Regions from separate parts of the Mus musculus genome. Here region 1 is linked to region 2. Evidence: chromatin contacts called from public HiChIP or PLAC-seq data. All regions are on one chromosome and are shown on one strand. Each heading gives the region's core, a stretch centred on a gene start, on an enhancer-like site or on the middle of the called end of the contact. The rest is flanking DNA. Distances are from core to core; before and after follow the strand shown. Region 1 overlaps 1700045H11Rik (RIKEN cDNA 1700045H11 gene). Region 2 holds the start of Slc45a1 (solute carrier family 45, member 1).

Region 1 (2,700 bases), core at 130-2,629, 180 kb before region 2:
TACTGTTCACTGAGCTGCCTGACCTGGCGTTAAATAGTCCTCTACAGTGGGTATTTGTAATTGTTTCCTTTAGATGGAATCTGAAAACTGAACTAATGACGTATGGAGCCAAAAGCACAGCTAAGAGAGTAATTCCCAAGCTCGATGTTTTATGTGTGCAAGCTAAGTGGATTTTCTCCATACTTCACGGAAGAAGTAAGGCGACCACCGGAGCGCTAAAGAGGAGGTCCTTTGGTATTTGAATTATTTCACTGAAATAAGATCAGGCTCGAAAAACCTCTTTAAAACTAAGGTGATGTTTCCAGAAATAAAGATCACATAGTGGTTGCCTGAAACTGAGTCTGAATTCTTTGGCTCTTCATAAATCCAGATCTAAACGAGGTCTCATGGTGTGTGCATGCACCCCACCACTAATGAGGCTGAGGCAGGAGGATTGTGAGTTGGAAGACTTCCTGGATATGTTCTCTCCAAAGGCAAAGGGCTGGAGTGCCCAAAGTTCTGAGTTCCATCCCGGCAAGGAAACAGGAAATGAAATCTACAGGTATTTTGAATATGGAAAGGCTTCTCTAATTTGTTTACTTTGAGGGAATTTAGTGGTTAAAAGTCATTCCAGATGTTCTCAGCTGGAGGAGAGAGATCGGCAAGGAGAAACTTGCCCCTTAAGAACCTAAGTGTGGGGTGGGCACCTTCGTGGGGTGGGGTGGCTAGAGAGATGGCTCAGTGGTTGAGAGCACGGACTTCTTTTCCAGAGGTTCTGAGTTCAATTCCTGGCTGAAGAGGGATTTACTCTGACACTCCTGTGAATGTGGCGGAATCCCTTTCCCTAGGACAGTTGTCTCTTGTGACCTGACTGGCCTGTAGCTAATTGGTGATTAAGGCCTTGAACGCAAGCCACGAAATGGCTTCATCTGTCCCTTCCTCCACCCGTCAGCTTTGCCCTTGCGCTGTTCTGGGTCTCAGACTTCCCTCTCTCTAATCCAGGTTTTGTCACGCTGCCCACGGTGATTCTTTGGACAGCAGTCCTCCACCGTGTCAAATCCTTCCTGTTCTGCCTGTTCAAATCCTCCCAACATCACTTCTCAAAGTGACAGAAAGACAGGATGAAGCACTGCCACAGAATAAAACAAGATCTAACCCAGGGCCCTGCCTTCCTAGGTATCCGAGCCTCAGGGACCAACCATTATACCCGGGTCTGGGCTTTCCCTTCACAATCCAGCCCTACTACCCTCCTGCCCAGGGGATATTTGCCACCACCGCCTCCCCAGTTACCCTTCCCTGGGGCTACTTCCCTCTCCTGCCTTTTCTCAGCTTCCGGTCCACCCAGCTCCTATGCACTGCAGTCTCAATCCACAGGATCTACTTTATTGACATTGTCTTCCCTACTTGTGTCTAAGGATTGGGGTTTCCTGCCAGTGCCTCGCCACAGGCAACGGGCCCAAGGACTTGTGATGCCCAGGTCCCTGATTTTGCTACTTTGTTTTAAATCTAACTCTTTCTTGAGTTATTTCCTTGGGATAAATCAATCAAAGTAAAATGATCAGATCAAAGGAAGCGATTAAATCTTTGGGCACTAATTGCTGGTTGGCCAGCCAGATCAATTGCTCTAATTTACACTTCCAAGGGTTCCATTCTTCTCCACATTTCTCTGTCAGTGAGTGTCTGGTTTTATTTCAAACCTCTTTCTTTAAACTTCACAAGGAAAGAGAGAACAAGGGAGGGAGGGGAGGGTCAGAGAGAACACCAAAGCAGAAAGCACGCAGTCCTCTTAGTTGTATGTCTCTGAGCGATTAGTTTTATAACAGTCTGTTGGGACTCCACTGTTTTTTGATCAGAAGAATTTAATACCTGAAATCCCACCCACCCCACCCCCCTCCGTAAGTTTCAATTGCATGAAGCACACATGATTAAGGAAAACCACAGGACTGTAAACTCCAGAGCCTGAGGATCTTCTTTTAAAAGGGGCAGCAGGCTAGGGGAACAGCCCAGTGGGTGAACTGCTTGTTGTACCAACACAGAGACCCAAGTCGAGATCCTCAGGACCACGTGACCCCCCCCCCCCATCCTACCCTACCACCCCAAGCATGGTGACACAGGCCTGCAGTCCCCAGTGCTGGGGTGTGGAGACAGGAGGATGCAGCAGGAGGGGGTGGGGACAATTGGCAACCTCCAGATTGAGTGAGAGAGGCCTGTGTCTTAAAAACAAGATGGGGAACAGTGGGTGAGGGCCCCTAGTGTCGATGTGTACTCTCTACCCTTGAACATACAGGCACAGGAATCTTGAAGCACACATACACACATGCATGTTGCATGTACACATGTACACATGCTGGTCACTTAAAACAAAGAAGAAAAGGACAACAGGGTTACCGACAATTGGAATCAGACCCTCTGTCTGGACCTTGGTATTTTCATCTACTGGATGGGAGTCTGTAGAATTTCAGTAGCAACAGAGGGACCGGGGTCATTTAAGAGATATCCAATACACTGTGTAAACAAACTCACGTGAGGACAGAGAAATGATTGATTAAGCGCTATTAAATCAGCCCCACCCCCCACCCCCTTTCTTTTTAAATCCAGCAAAAGTAAAGAAGAACCTTTAGGATTAGCAAACAGCTTTTCAGCGAAGGGCAGCGATGTTCCACGTCAGCTCACTCAGGCCCGACATGATTCGGCCCAAATTGATGGATGGCGTGCAGGGTT
Region 2 (2,700 bases), core at 199-2,698:
CCCACGCTCCTCCCTCAGCCCCACGCCCCTCCCTCAGCCTCACGCCCCTCCCTCAGCCCCACGCTCCTCCCTCAGCCCCATGCTCCTCCCTCAGCCCTACACCCCTCCCTCAGCCCCACACCCCCTATCTACCTGCTTTCTTGTTTGCTGGAGTTGCTGGAGATCGTAAATATTGATTATCAACCCCATGGCATCTGGTCTCTCCTAAGAAGCATCACCGTGTTTACCTGGCCGCTTCATTAAGTATGTAAGACCCACACTGAATGTGGGCTGCACCATCCCATGGCTGGGGGCCTGGACTGCATGCAAAGGAGCCTTCATCTCTCTCTCTCTCTGCTTCCAGATCGTGGGTGTGGTGTGGGTAGCGCCTCACCCTCCCGCCCCTACGCTGTTCTCTAGAACGAGAGGCCAGAATAAGCCCTCTCCCTGGAGTTGTTTCTTGTGTTTGTGTTTAGTCACAGCCAACATAGGTGTCCTCTTCCCTTACAAAAATGTTGCTAGGCAAGTAAAGACTGCATGCCTGCACACATGTATGCCCTGTGCAGAAGCTGAACTAAGACTCTCAGTGACATGCAACTACACAGTCAACTTCAGCCACAGTCACTGGTGGGCAGCAGAGTCCCGGGAGAGTCACCATAATCTCTCTACCTTAGCAGTTTCATCTGAAATTGTATGTATTCTGAGGGAGTTGTGTGTTCTGACACACCATTGGCATGCTTTACTGTGAATATGCGCAGTGGTGGGTGTGTGTCACAGATGCTATGGGGAGGATCAGAGGGCACATTACTGGAGTTGAATCTGTCCTTCCACCTTTAGTGGGTTCCAGGGACTGAATTCAGATCTCCAGACTTGCTTGGCAAGGCTTGTTACCACTGAGTCATCTCTCCAGCACCTACGTATTTATTTTATTTATCCTATTTAATGTGTATATTCCTCTCTAGCCTGTCAACCCTGAGGTCGGAAAGGTTTCCCCCTCTCTTCCTTACATCAAGGGGTCTAGAATAAAGCCTGGCATAGCCCGGCCACCTGATGGATCTGTGGCCAGAATAATGAGTGTAATACTTTGGGGGATTGGTTTAGTGCAATGGGCACAATTTTAGGGGGTACGTGTTTATCTATAAACATATGCACGGCTATTTACTTAGAATTGAAGACACAAAAATGTATGTATTTCCTTTAAAATGAGAATGAGGAAGAACAGTCACGGGCCCCGGCAAGTGCTTTTATAATACATTCATGACCATGGAAAAACAAACATAAACTATTATATGTCTGTCTTTCTTTTTTCGCTCAGGTTTTTTTGTTTTGTTCTGTTTTTGGAACTGGTCCCACAAAGTCATACTGCCTCCCACTCCTGCATTCTGCCTATAGACCCCGGTTGTCCCCAAAGGTGCGATGGCACAGCCAACCGGCTGCTTTAAGGATGCTCTGCGGGACCTAGCGGCGGGATGCAGCCGTGACGTCACGGCCCCGCCCCACGGGGTGATGCTGCAGCTGCCGCGGCGGGGCCGGGGGCGCCGGGCTAGGACGGAGCTGTACCCCGAAGAACCAGGAACCCAGCCTGGGAAAGGGATGCCTCCCGTCTGGACGTACAGGTACCGGGCGTTTCCTCCTGCGCCCTCTGCCCAGCTCCGCGGCTTGGCGCCGGGAGCAATGCTGCTTAGGCCCCAGGATGATACTAGTGCCCAGGCTGGGGGCTCTAGGCAGGCATGGAGACCTTTGTTCTTCTTGGATGTTTAGTGAATTAAGCTGAGAATGGAACCTCCGGGGGCGCAGCAACCGCAGGCCTAGAGGGAGAAGCAGTCTGGTAAAATTTGCACCCAGCGTCTGCTCTGTTTATTGAGCCCCAGGCCTGTTCCCGGCCACCTGGGCAGGTGTCATCAGCTTCCGGTTCACCTCCTCCCTGAGGCTGAGTCCTCTGGATGGTCAGGGGCCTTTGTAAAACATCTCCTGGGATGTCTGGGTTATGGGGAACAGCACCCTGTCATTACCTCTGTCCTGAGTCATATCGCTGAGGGTGTCATGCTAAAGCTGACACTAGAGGCGGGCAAACCTCCCCTTCATTCTCTTCTGGATAATAACCTCTCACGACCCCTGGAGTCGTTAGAACGTTTGTTTTCCTGTTCTTAGGGGGAGGAGAGTCAGGTGCTGATGAAACAAAGTCAGAGTGCTTCTAGTCGGGACTTTGGAGGCAAGTTAGCCCTGAGTAAGGAGTCAAAGTCCCGGAGATGTAGCAGAACTGGGCCCCGATTCAGTGCTCCATCCCCTTAAGAGGTTTGAACTAACAGCTCTGAGAATCTGTAGGAGGTGAAAGAGAACTGACCCTAAGGCAACCCCATGGGTGGAAAGCCCCCTCCCCCCGTTTTTTGTTTGTTTGTTTGTTTCATTTCGTTTTGTTTTGTTTAACAGAAAAGAGAAAAGAAAATGGGTTGATTCCAAGTGAGATACATTTTTTTAAGTATTCAGGTTATTGCATGTTTCTTTTTTGTTAATCAAGTGCTGTTGAAACAGCCCATAACAGGTTAGGGATGGCTCAGTGGATAAAGAAATTGCTGCCCAAGCAAGGGGACCTGAATTTGAATCCCCATGTCCCATTTAAAGCCACCAGTAGTGGTATCGTGTACCTGCAATCCTGGCAGCCCTAGGGCTGGATAGGAAGCAGAGATGGAAATCTCTTGAAGCTCCTGGGTGGGCTAGCCT

What was found. HiChIP or PLAC-seq counts read pairs in DNA pulled down with a chosen protein or histone mark.
Region 1: a contact with region 2 is called in an H3K27ac HiChIP or PLAC-seq map of embryonic stem cells, with 12 read pairs. The contact joins the enhancer-like site here to the promoter of Slc45a1 in region 2. A contact is called at or near these places in 7 of 39 promoter capture datasets (embryonic stem cells, hematopoietic stem and progenitor cells, liver and 3 more), 3 of 484 Hi-C or Micro-C datasets (Th1 cells, bone marrow-derived macrophages and embryonic fibroblasts), 9 of 115 datasets of contacts at active chromatin or transcription factors (bone marrow-derived macrophages, craniofacial prominence, embryonic basal ganglia and 4 more) and 3 of 9 other capture datasets (adipose tissue, liver and pancreatic islet).

What each region holds. Positions count from the first base shown.
Region 1 is chr4:150,825,855-150,828,554 of GRCm38.p6, reverse strand. It overlaps 1700045H11Rik (RIKEN cDNA 1700045H11 gene), which reads left to right. Exons shown (of 4, transcript NR_040649.1): 4 at 74-330. Among named protein-coding and RNA genes, the nearest start is that of Gm42356, 19 kb to the right of the region's middle. Within about 2 kb of position 1,379, at least 10 of the 459 cell types and tissues checked have an H3K27ac peak or open chromatin away from gene starts, as enhancers often do. A contact at or near this core is called in embryonic stem cells, where this site is marked.
Region 2 is chr4:150,650,922-150,653,621 of GRCm38.p6, reverse strand. It overlaps Slc45a1 (solute carrier family 45, member 1), which reads left to right and starts at 1,448. Exons shown (of 9, transcript NM_173774.3): 1 at 1,448-1,595.